2 separate regions of the Mus musculus genome follow, and region 2 is linked to region 1. The links are chromatin contacts, called in public HiChIP or PLAC-seq maps. All regions are on one chromosome and are shown on one strand. The core of a region is the stretch at or near the end of the contact, and the rest is flanking DNA. Distances in the headings are between cores, read along the strand shown.

Region 1 (6,636 bases), core at 1,274-3,773:
ACTCCCTCACGTGCCTCAATTCAGTTTTTTGGCATGCCCCTGCTCTCTTATTGTCTAATTTCCTGCTTTAAACCTTGTTGCAGAAGCCCTCAGGATTTTCAGCTTCACAGATTACCCATCACTATGTCAACTAACTGGTTTTGCATGATTTATGTGATTGAAAAAGTTTTGTAATATTTGAATCTCTTTCAGGAGATAACCGTGCAAGGACCCTTCACAATAAACAGTCTCACGGGAGCATGACAGAATTAAATTGCAGTGATCGTAACTATAATACTAACGATAATGATTATGGCGATTATTGAACTTTTACTGAGTACCAAGCCCTCTGCTAAAAGCTTCATGTACATTATTATCTCAATATAGGCTGCAGGGTAAGCGCTGTTATTATACCCAATTTTAAAAGGAGAGGGGAAAAATGACTTAAAAGGGTTAAATAACTTGCCCAAGGTCACATGTGATTTGGGAACTCAGGTTTGTCTAACTAAATCCTACCACTCGGGCCAGGGAATTATCAGACTCTGCAGTAACTTTTAGGAGAAGCCAGGGTTAGCTCCTCACAGGCCCTTTCTCTGATTCATCCTCCTCCGGGATTTTGTTAGCGATATATATACGAGATCTCTAAATTGTCGCAACCAACAGCTGCAACACCATTTGGTGGCGGCAGCTCCTAAGAACTATAGATTGTGCCTCTTAGGGTATGAAACTAAGAGCTACAAAGAATTCAGTTTTTGGCGGAGCGGGGTGTTCAGGGAACCTCAAGGGACCAACTCCTAAGCCCTGCTAGCCTGGGCCCCTCAGAGGGTGGCGGGTTTGCCTTTTCTCACACGGCATCTCACACTGCTTAGTACTTGGAAAAATACCTGTTGCTTCCTAAAGATCCCGGTTCTGCCCCTGCCCAGGTCAACAACTGGCACTGGAGGGAGATTTGGGGACCTCAGGAGAACCTGCGAGCATCCTAATCCAGCTGAAATCCAAGGTTTAGGAAAGGCGGGGAGTCCTCCACCCTCTTCTTCCATTTCTCCCCACACTTTCCCTCCCTTTCAGGAGCTCAGGGCCATAAAAATGCAGATGGAGGATCGGTGTGAAATAACGGGCCCATATAAATCCCTCTGCCGCCCGCCTGCAAGATGGATTGGCCGCATTGAAATTCCTCCGCGAGGATAATTAAACTCGGGGCCTCATCCGGGCAAAATTACATTCCTGTAATGGCGTCGCTCGGGGTCCCGGGAAATTGCTCCGTGGGCTTTCAGCGGCGGTTTTTATCGCCGGCCGGGGTGTGCCTGGCTGCGGCTCGCCTCTCCTCCGGGACCGTAAAGCTGCTGCCGTGATTTATCCTCCCCTTCTCCCAAATCCGATTAAATGGAGGAGCTTGGGGCCGGGGCGCCGCGGGGCCGGGGGCCGGGAGGGGGTGGCGGGAAGGACGGGGCCAAGGAGGGGAGGACAAACGGCCCCTCAGAGGGTGGCGGATTTGCCTTTATTTACAGCCGCGGCTTTCTTTTTATTTTTTTATGGGGGTTTGGTGAGCTCTTCCCGTCTTTCTCGCGCTGCGTCCAAGCACCCTAACCGGACAGCCGGGCTAAGGGGCTGGGTCAGCCTTGCAGCCGTCTGCTAGGCTCGTGCGTTCCTGCGTGTACACAAAGGCCTGCTCCAGGACTAGCGCAGGAAAGCCCCCGCCCACCGCCACTGGGGGAGGGACGGGCGAAAGGGCAGTGAAGAAAAGTAGGGGCTTGCTTGGGGAGAGCACCTCGCAGGCGACTACTTATTCCAGCTCGCCCCCCAGCAAGTCCGACAGGAGGTAAACTGGTCGCCTGGGGTGACTTCGCACCCCTACTGCAGGCCACAGGTGCGGTTATCCCTAATTGATCCCAGGACTCACAAAAGGGAGAATCAGGCCTTGTTTACCCCCCCAGTCTTATGACTCGAAGATGCTGGGTTTTTTTCATGCTTTGCTCATCAACGAGATAGGGAAAACAAAAATAAAAATAAGTTAAAGCAGAAACTGCCATGGCATTTTGCTAATAGCATTGGGCCAGTTCCCATCTCCCACCCAACGTTGCCAGTGTCCTGAGGGTGACAAGAAGCCAAGAGTTCTGTGATTTTATTTTCCCCTGCTACATTTTAGGCACTGAACCCCAATCCCTACTGTATGCTATAAACAATTTCCGAGTAGACTGGGTAGGGTGTTTTTTGGTTTTTTTTTTTTTCCTTAACTTTGCGCATGCTCGGAAAGGGGACTCGAGTCCAAGACTCCAAAAATGCTGTGCAGTCCACAGTTCCACCACGTTGCAGATCAGCAAGAGTTGGCGGCTCTTCCGTGCACGGTGGGCTCCTTTTGCAGTTTCTCCTGTTGGACGCCAGGTGGAGTGCTTGTCCCCCAAGACACCACCAACCTGGCAGAGGGAGCTGTGGCGTCCCGGCCGATCCTCTAGCTTGTGTCCACTCTATCCATGGAGAAAAGCGACTCGTTGGCTCCGGCCGCGCATGCGCAGAGCCTTCCCTCGCGCTTCCCGCGCCCCCGCCCCTCTCTGTCTTCTCTGCCCTGGGAGCAGGTAAGGCCTTGAGGCCTCGCGTCCTCTTCGTGCCGCGCAGGCGCGCGCAGCAGTACCCCTTGCGAGGACGCGTGGCCGCCCTGACCTTGCTAGCTCCCACGCGGGTCCCTGAGCCCTCGCGGTCCCGGCATCCCCACGCGGAGGGCTACCCCTTCCTCGTGCCGATGACCTCTAACCGCGCGGGCCTGGCGCCATCTTGGGTGTCTCACGGGGGTTGGGGGCTCTGCGGCCGGCGAAAGGCAGATGCTGGCGAGCGTGTTCTCTCCGGGCGCGAACCAAGGCTTTTATGGGTGCTCTTCGCTCACCCACACGCCTTTCACCATTGTCATGACCCCAGACTCTCCCCTCCTACCTTTGCCTCCCCTTGTCATCCTGAATCAAAATAGCCTTTATTTTTTATTTTTTTGAAGCTTGCAGACTTTGAACCTCAGGACCTCTGGCGCAGTCAAGCTAGTTCACCGTCCAAAGCCATCATCTCCCTAGTCAGCATCCTTCAGTTTGAAATAAACTGAACGTGGTAGAGAGTAACAGAACAGGCTAACCGGCCTGTGCACAGGTGGCAGGAGTGAGGCCTGAGCGAGGCCTGTTCCCTTAGAAACTGGTTGCCTCTAATGAAGGCCCTGACATACTAATGAAGTTAGAAATAAAATCTTAAATGGTGGAAATGGAGGTTTCTGTTAGGCAGCAAGCCCAGAAGATGGGAGCAATACGAGCTTTAGAATTTATACCTGCCAGCTAGTGGGAAGGTTTAAGGAACGGAATGGTTAAGTGGGGAATTCTCATTGTGGAGGGTTTCATTGCTCTGGTGTGGGCTTGCCCATATTAAGTGACCACTGGAAGGGCTCGCCGAATGATACGCTTGGGTTTATTACACACCAGCAACAGATTATACTATTCCATATGTTTGTAAACTATTAAATTTAATTCCCCTACTTTTTTTTTTTTTTAAGAATTGTTTACTGAGTTCTCTGCAAGCAAGCAGTGGGTTGGGCAGTAATTAGAGTATTGCCAGAACTACATTTTATAAGTTACCATGTTAAAACTTGTTTTTGGAAAAACGTCTTCCATTTTATTTTGGCTTCTTGACTCTAACCCACGTTTACCTCAAATTTATGATCCTTCTGCATCAGCCTCCCCAGTGCTAGGATCACTTGCACATACCACCATGCCTAACTTCAGACCTCCCTTTATTCACGTGTATGGTGACATGTATGCATGCATGCTGAGAGGTTAATGTGGGGGGCATTTCCACTCCACCCTCACCTTTCGAGACAGGATGTCTTACTGACCTGAAGCTCATCGACTCTGATTGCAAGCCAGTCAGCTTCAGGCCACCTGCTTCCATAGGTACCCAGCGCACGGGGTGTGGCAGGCACCATCATCTAAGCCATCAACCCAGCTTAAGCCTCTATTGCAAAAGTTTTAAAGAAGTACTGGGTTTCGACTCAATTAAACCTGAGTAGGTGGGCATCAAATCTGGGTTTAGGTTGCATAAAGACAAAAGGGAGGAGTTTGTTACAGGGTCGCACTGTGTAGCCAAGAATTCACAGAGCTCTGTCTGCCTCTCTGCCTTCTGAGTGCTGGGATGATAGATGTGTTCCACCGAATCCAGCAAAAAGTAAAGTTTTAGATAGAGCCAGCCTGAAGACAAACATTGGTCTAAAAGTAAAATTCAGGATTTACAAGTAGCATATCTGCCTTGGACAGGTTGCGTCCAGTGTACTTAAGGGAGTAGTGTTTAACAGGCCTATACTTTGAGCATCTTAGTTTATGGGCTATTCAAACTTCAGAGAGAAAAAGCAGGGGACGTAGCTTGGTGGTAGGACACGTTACCTAGATTGCACTAAGGTCCTAGGTTCTACCTCCAGTGTGGCCTCCCTCTGAGTGAAATTACAGAGTTACAGTCCTTTCTCTCTCACTGACAACCTGTTAGTGTTGTTGAGGCCATACCATTGTATACCTTAAATATAAAATGATTGGAAAAGTTGTTTAAAATATTGGCACCAGAGATCTTGTGTTTAGGGACTGGAGAGATGGCTCAGAAGTTAAGAGCAACTGCTGCTGTTCCAGAGGCCCCAAGTTTGGTTCCCAGCACCGGTGTGATGGTTCATAACCATCTCTAGGGAGTTCAGTGCCAGCTCTGACCTACCTTCTTGGGCACTAGGTGTGCATGCGGACAAAACATACATACAAATCTAAAAATGTCCTAAATTATTTTATGTGTGTGAATGTGCAGGTGCACATGTGCCTGTGGAGATCAGAAGAAAGCTCTTGGAAGTACTTCTTCCACTATGTGCTCCAAGAATCAAACTTGTTTTATCAGGTTTATAGGGCACATGGTTTTACCCTCTGAGCCATGCTGCTGGCCCAGTGACAGTCACTTCATATATATATATATATATTCCCTCAGATAATTCTGATTCAAGTGGACTTCTCGCTTCACTTGAGGAAGACACTGTCCTAAACCTTTACCTTACATATTCTTCCTTTGGATCTTGAAGACACAAAACTTAATACCCCTTAATGGAGTGGTGAAATTTTACAGTTGATGCTTATTAGATTAATGCTAGGGTTTCCCTCATTGATTGGCTGTATCTTGTTAAAGTAGAAATCAGTATTTTAAGGAGTGAGATGCTAAAAAGATAGTTGAAAAACTTCCAGTGACTTAGTCTTCTGAGAACTCTCCCAGAAGTTTAGGGATTCTGTAGGGATGGAGATACAGCCAGCACTAGGCCAGTGTGCTTCAGGTCTAGGGCTCTAGCCCTAACAATCCCCAGACTCTACCCAATAAAAATGAATACTAGTTCTTTCTGTCTTGAAACAAGGTCTTACTCAGTAGCTCAGGCTGGCCTGGAACTTTCTGCAATTTTGCCCTTGCCTCCTGAGTACTAGGATTGCAGGTGGTTGGAGCCTGTACACTGTACACTGACTGCTTCTAGGCCCAGACACTGAGACCAGAGAAGGGATGCTTTTGAACCTAGAAGAAGAAAAGGAAAGCAAGGGATGCTGGGGAAATTACGTTGACAATCCCAAACCGTGGGCTGTGGAAGTGGTCATGGTTCTTTAAGCAGGGAGCAAGTCACTTACTTGCCCAGGCCATGAAAGTCACTTGATTTCAGGATTCTGGTGTCATTTTGGCTCTCTGAGCTAATTAAGCTTCCTAGCGATCCTTCTCAGGTGTGAGGATGAAGTTTAAGTAGCAAAGCAAAGTGTTTACAATGCTGCTGCTTATTTCCAGCCCTCCTGCCTCGGCCCCTCACCCCTGAAAATGTACGCCTGCTCCAAGTTCGTCTCTACCCGCTCCCTGGTGAGTACATTTTCTGGAAGGACTTTAAAGGACACCTTGTTTCTTCATATAGGAGAATGCCAGAGATGTCCAAACTTGTAGTATAGGGATGTGACATTATCATGTACAAGTGTGCAGGGCTGCCTTCATAGCTTCCCTAAGGTGCCTGTGCCTGCAGTGAAAGAGAAGGCCTTCTGCCTGGAAAAGTGTTAGGCTCTGAAGCAGCAGGAGGTTAGAAATGTAAAAATAATAAGATAGTGGGTGCTCTTGCTAAGTTCAAGGGTGTGCTGCTGTTGGGAGGTACCAGCTACTAAGCACTTGCTTCATGCCTCATGCTGTTCACCAGTCTGTATCTCCCCATTTACTCCTCAGAACCCTAAGATTGTCCCCATTTGACAGGTGCAGAAATAGGCTGAAAATCATTAAGTAACTTAGCCCTTATACTGCATACCTGATAGAAAGTTAACATTTGGGATTGGAGAGATGGCTTAACAGTTAAGAGCATGGTTACCCTTGCAGACAACTTGGGTTTGGTTCCTGGCATCCAAATGGCCGTTCGTAATCACTGTAATTGCAGTTCCAGGGCATCCAGTGTCATCTGGTCATTGTGAGCACCAGGCACCCACAAGGTGTGCATACATACATGTAGACAAAACACTAATAAACACAAGAGGAAGTTACCACCAAAGGGATAAAGATACAGTCCAGTGTAGAGTGCCTGCCTAGCATGTACAAAGCCCAGGGTTCCGTCCCTCGTACAAAAAAAGAAGCAGCAGCCAGACAGAGTGGCTCATGTGT
Region 2 (6,249 bases), core at 186-2,685, 550 kb before region 1:
CCATCTGAAGCTTTTGATCAATGGCATATTTTGTGTGATAAGAGGGAGATTTGCACGTTTTTCCCTTCCCTTCTCTTTAGCTAGAGCTTGCTATCTGGAGAATTTTTGCTGCCGTTTTGTTTTGTTTTGTTTTTTTGTTTCAAGACAAGGTTTCTCTGTGTAACAAGCCTGGCTGTTTCCTGGAAGTCTGGTTTGGGGCTGGAGAGATGGCTCAGAGGTTAAGAACACCGACTATTCTTGCAGAGGTCCTGAGTTCAATTCCTAGCAACCACATGGTGGCTCACGACCATCTGTAATGGGATCCAATGCCCTATTCTTGAGTGTCTGAAGACAGCAATGGTGTACTTATATAAAAATAAATAAATAAATAAATAAATCTTTAGCCGGGTGTGGTGGTGGACGCCTTTGATCCCAGCACTTGGAGACAGAGGCAGGCAGATTTCTGAGTTCGGGGCCAGCCTGGTCTACAAAGTGAGTTCCAGGAAAGCCAGGGCTATACAGAGAAACCTGGCTCGAAAAACTGAAAAAAAAAAACAACAAAAAAACAAAAAACAAAGTAAGCCAAACTGGTCTTAAACTTACAGAGACTCACCTGCCTCTGCCTCCTGAGCGCTGGGATAAAAGGTGTACACCATTAGTTGTGGCTTACAGATTCTTTTTTTTTTTTTTTTTTAAAGATTTATTTATTTATTATATGTAAGTACACTGTAGCTGTCCTCAGACACTCCAGAAGAGGGAGTCAGATCTCATTACAGATGGTTGTGAGCCACCATGTGGTTACTGGGATTTGAACTCCTGACCTTCGGAAGAGCAGTCGGGTGCTCTTACCCACTGAGCCATCTTACCAGCCAGCTTACAGATTCTTATTGTGATCCAAAAATAGAGAATTCATTGATTATGCATCTGGATACTACAACCAAATAATTTGGTAATTCAGTGAAGTATTCACCAGTTAGTTATCCATATTGCTTTGTTTCTTTAATTGGCAATGAAAAAAATAATGTGCCTGCTATGCCATGCTCCTTTAAGAAGACTAGAGCTGAGCAGGGACTTTGTGGAGAGTTTGGCTCAGTAATTGCTTAATGCTAACAGTTAGCCATTATACCTATTATTCTGGATTGATAGGGACCAGCAGATTTCTTTACTCTAGAATTTTGTGTCCTCTCCCCCCCCCCCCCCCCTTTTTTTTTCTTTGTGTAGCTCTGGCTGTTCTGGAAATCACAGTGATGGGTCTGCTTCTACCTTCCCAGTGTTCGAATTAAAGGTGTGTGTCATCCCTTCTCTTCTTTCTGCAACACCCCCCTACACACACACACACACACACACACACACACATATCTTGTATTTTGAAGATTCAACCTTTAAATAATCCCTTGTCAGTGGTTTGGAATGTGGGTTTGACTCAGCCTGACCACAAAGTTCTTTCTTGCTTTCCCAAGACTGATTTCTGTCCACATCTCTGGCTGAGGAGCCTATAGGGTGAATTTGCCTTATGTCACTTATAGGAAGGTCTGTTGGTACCAGTCTTTTCTTAGCCCTATGGGTTCTAATTGCTGCAATCTATGGTATATACTCCATTAGTATTTAAGAGAAGACTGAAAGCTGTTTTGCTTGAAAAGGCTCTCTAGAAACCTGAGAAGTTCCTCAGTCCTTCCCATGAAGATTTCCATAAGGATACGGTTGCTTGTCCTCTTTTCTTCTGCCATAGTATCAGGATTCTGCTGTAATCGCTCCATCATCCTGCCGGCTGTATCTCATTTCTAATACTGGAATGCTTCTCCTTCCCAGGCTCAGCTTGATCCACCAGTCCCGATGCTTTATCTGGTACAGGGACTAGCCTTAAATTGTCCGTCTGGCTTTGTGTTTCATTTGACCCTAATACACTGGGTTGCACTGTCTAAAAGAGAATTATGTCCCCTCCCATGTCTGAGTGCATTTCTCATTTCTAACTGCAGCTCCTGAGCAGATCTGTAACTTCAAGGTTAAGATAAGACACATTCCATCAGAACTATGTCGTCATCCTTGCCAGCTTCTGATCTGTGACCGTCCAAGAGATTTATAAGACAGTTGTATGCCATTCTTTAAAGTATATTATGGTTGGACTCTGACTCCTGGCATCAGGCCCAATTTGATTTGTCAGCTGTTACAAAACCCATTTCCCATAGAGAAAGGGGCCTTGGTTCACATGCCCTTCAGGCTGCTCTTACAGATAAACAGTTAGTAGATCTGAACCTTTTTATTTCCTAGAGTTTTATAAGGATAAAGGTAAATAACAAGAATATGTTGTCCTTTGTTGAATTTACTTTTGTTGTTTTGTGCATGCACACATACACATGAGCATACTCTGTAGTGGAGTATTCACACCATGGCAAGGAATAGAGGTCAGAAGACAAGCTTGTAGTGTCAATGTTCTCTTTTCCACTTTTGTGGGATCCAGGGATCAAACTTGGGTCATCATCAGGCTTGCATAGCAAGCTGAGCCATCTCAATTGCTCCCCATAATATAGCTCTTAATATAAATCCAGCCATTTCCCTAGTATGTAGGCCATGAAGATTATTACTCTGTTTTTTAGTTATTTTTATTTTGTGTGTATGTCTGTGTACTCCAGGTCCATTGTACTAGCAGAAGTCAAACCCAGAGGTTGTCAAATCCTCTGGGATTAGAGTTACAAACAGTTGTAAAGCCACCAATGGGTGCTAGGGATCAATCCTGGTACTCTGGAAGAGCAGCCAGTGTTCTTCAGTGCTGAGCTATCTATGTAGTCCTTGCTTGTTTGTTTGTTTGTTTGTTTTGTTTTGTTTGAAACAAGATCTTGCTATGTAGATCTGGCTGGCCTGAAATTCACTGTGTAAACCAGGTTGGCTATTAACAGTGAATCTACCTGCCCCTACCTCTCTACCTTTTCAAGTGCTGGGATTATAGGCCTTTGCCGCTGCTCCCAGCTATTTGTTCATTTCAGTAATGCTGAGGTTTAATATAAAGGTTATTTGCTCAAGAGCAATTGTACCTGGCAAATTACTACTTTGACCATATTTGATTTTCTCTGGTTATATTTTCATATTCTTTAATTAAAGAAAAGATGAGGCCAGGCATAGTGATATACACCTCTAATCCCAGCACTGGGGAAGCAGAGGCAGGTGGATCTCTTGAGTTTGAGGCTAGCCTGGTCTACAAGTGAGTTCCAGGACAGCCAGAGCTATTCAGAACCTGTCTCAAAAAACAGTCTTGCCGGGGTGGCACACGCCTTTGATCCCAGCACTCGGAGGCAGAGGCAGAGGCAGAGGCAGGCGGATTTCTGAGTTCCAGGACAGCCTGGTCTACAAAGTGAGTTCCAGGACAGCCAGGGCTATACAGAGAAACCCTGTCTTGAAAAAACAAACAAACAAAAAAAGAAAAACAAAAACAGTCTTGGGATTTTGGTTTAGTTTTGTTTTTTGGTGTGTATTTGTGTGCATGTGCGTGCCTGTGCATGCACATATGCAGTACACATGGGGGTGCACATAGAAACCAGAAGAAGACATCAGATCCCCTTAAGATGAAATTACAAATAGTTGTCAGCCACTTAACATGGATGCTGAGAGTCCTCTGGAAGAGCAGCAAGCTCTACCAAGTGAGCCATGTCTCCAGACCTCATTTTGTTTTTATGTTAGTCTTATTGTAGCTCAGATGGCCTCCAACTTGTGACAATTCTCTTTTTACCTTCTGAGTGTTGGTAGCAGAACACTGCTACATTGACTGGGGAAATGGCTTGGTAAGTAAAGGTGCTTGCTGTCAAGCCTGATCTGTGTTCAATGTCTGTAACTCACATAGTAGAAGGAAGAGTATCTGCCAGTTCCCAAAGTGTGTCTTTTGCTCTCCATATGCACACTATGGCATGCAGGCATCCAAACACTGTACACTGTGTGTACAAAAGACACACTTTGGGAACTGGCAGATACTCTTCCTTCTACTATGTGTACTATGTATACATATATGTTTAGTGTGTATATACACACACACACTATACATATGCCATGCATATACTATATATTATATAGTACATATAATATGGTACATAGTATAATATATATTATAGTATATACTATGTAGCATATACTATACTATATATTAAAGAATATATTATATAGTATACTGTGGTATATATATAGTATATATACTGTATATAGCATGTATAATATGCATAGTATATATAGTATGCACTATATAATGTATAGTGTATATATGCACACTTTTTTTAATTTGAAAAGTTGTGATAGTGCTGGACATAGTGCTACATACCTCTAATCCCATCACTTAGGATGCAGAGACAAACAGATATAGATCTATGAGTTCAAGACCAGTCTGATTTAAATTGTTAGTTCCCCAGGAAGGTGGTACACATGTTTAATCCCAGCACTCGGGAAGCCACATTAGAGGCGGAGGCCTGGTCCACATAGAGAGTTCCAGAAGTACACATAAAAACCCTGTCTCAGGGAGGGAGGGAGGCGGGGGGGGGAGAGAGAGAGAGAAAATATTAGTGAGTTACAAGACAATTGGGGAAACAGAGAGAAGCTGTCCTTTAAAGAGGGAAGGAGCAAAAGACCATAAGTGTCTGAACTTTGAGAAATTTTCTTTTTTTTTTAATTAGGTATTTTCCTCATTTACATTTCCAATGCTATCCCAAAAGTCCCCCATACCCTCCCCCCACTCCCCTACCCACCCACTCCCACTTTTTGGCCCTGGTGTTCCCCTGTACTGGGGCATATAAAGTTTGCAAGTCCAATGGGCCTCTCTTTCCAGTGATGGTCGACTAGGCCATCTTTTGATACTTATGCAGCTAGAGTCAAGAGCTCTGGAGTACTGGTTAGTTCATAATGTTGTTCCACCTATAGGGTTGCAGATCTCTTTAGCTCCTTGGGTATTTTCTCTAGCTCCTCCATTGGGGACCCTGTGATCCATCCAATAACTGATTATGAGCATCCACTTATGTGTTTGCTAGGTCCCGGCGTAATCTCACAAGAGACAGCTATATCAGGGTCCTTTCAGCAAAATCTTGCTAGTGTATGCAATGGTGAGAAATTTTCTAACAATAATTTTTTTTGTTTTTTTTTTTGCTCATAGTAACAAGCATTGCTGGATGGGTGCAAGCCAACTTACTATTTAGGAGTTTGAGGCAGGAGATTTTAAGTTCAAGGACTTCTTGGATTAACTTGATGAGACCATTTTTCTGAATAAAAATAGGGAAATGAACTAGAGAGATTGTACATTGGTAGAGCACTTGCCCAGCAGTGTTAGATGTGCTAGGTTCAATCATTAGTACCATAAAGACTCTCATGATAGCCAAATTTACCACCTCTTTCCCACCCCCATTGGCTTTAAATGTAGATATCCACCTGCCTCTCCTGTGTACTGGAAGTAAAGTCATGTACCACCATGCCCTCCAGGCTTCTTTTCTTTTGAAAAGTTTTTATATAGATATGTATTATATGTTGAACATACTTCACCACCCCATCCACTCCTGTCCTTCCATTTATCACCCCTCTTTGTAGTTCCTCTTCTCTATACAGCTTTAGTTGTACATACGTGATTTTTGTGTATCTCTATAAAGTAGGAGCTACCACTGAGAGAACATACTGTATTTATCTTTGAGACTGGCTTCTTTGGATATGATTATCTCCAGATACATTTGTTTTCCTGCAACTGATGTAACTTTATTCTTTATGTCTGAAAAATATTTCCTAGTATATGTATGCATTTTCTTTATACATCCCTCTGTTGCTGGGCACCTAGGTTTGTTCTATATTTTAGTTGTTGTAGATAGCATTGCCGTAAATGTTGATGTGCAGTATCTCTGTGGTATGCTGACTTGTAGTTCTTTATTTTTTCCTTTTTAAAAAGTTTTTAAAATTTATTTTATGTATGAGTGTTTGCTTGCATGTATGTTTGTGTACCACATACATGCCTGTTACCCTTAAGAGGGTGTCAGATCCCATGGGATTAGAGTTATAAGTGGTTGTGAGCCACTCTGGGTGCAGGAACCCTGGTCCTCTGCAAGAGCAGTAAGCGTTCATAATCACTGAGTTACTTATTTCTCTAGTGCCCGGAGTTCTTTTTGATTGTCTCTTTTTCTTACTCTCCCATTGAAGAAGCTTTAGCATGTCTGATACCACAAAATGTTTAAAATCCCATATGTGAAGCAAATATGCTTATCAGAGCCAAGTGAAAAGACATTGTATATATGCCTGATTTATTTTTTTTCCTTTCCTTCT

The links. HiChIP or PLAC-seq counts read pairs in DNA pulled down with a chosen protein or histone mark.
Region 2: a contact with region 1 is called in an H3K27ac HiChIP or PLAC-seq map of extraembryonic endoderm stem cells. The contact joins the enhancer-like site here to the promoter of Atp5g2 in region 1. A contact is called at or near these places in 5 of 39 promoter capture datasets (the C10 cell line, cranial neural crest, hippocampal neurons and 1 more), 1 of 15 datasets of contacts at CTCF or cohesin (the NIH/3T3 cell line), 2 of 484 Hi-C or Micro-C datasets (embryonic stem cells and forebrain), 10 of 115 datasets of contacts at active chromatin or transcription factors (craniofacial prominence, embryonic basal ganglia, embryonic stem cells and 4 more) and 2 of 9 other capture datasets (adipose tissue and embryonic stem cells).

Annotation. Positions count from the first base shown.
Region 1 is chr15:102,666,934-102,673,569 of GRCm38.p6, reverse strand. It overlaps Atp5g2 (ATP synthase, H+ transporting, mitochondrial F0 complex, subunit C2 (subunit 9)), which reads left to right and starts at 2,523. Exons shown (of 5, transcript NM_026468.2): 1 at 2,523-2,552; 2 at 5,791-5,859. The coding sequence starts at 5,821. It overlaps Mir688 (microRNA 688), which reads left to right and starts at 1,704; the gene lies at 1,704-1,778.
Region 2 is chr15:103,216,752-103,223,000 of GRCm38.p6, reverse strand. The region is part of intron 1 of Cbx5 (chromobox 5); the gene reads left to right. Among named protein-coding and RNA genes, the nearest start is that of Cbx5, 20 kb to the left of the region's middle. Within about 2 kb of position 1,435, at least 84 of the 459 cell types and tissues checked have an H3K27ac peak or open chromatin away from gene starts, as enhancers often do. A contact at or near this core is called in the NIH/3T3 cell line, extraembryonic endoderm stem cells and trophoblast stem cells, where this site is marked.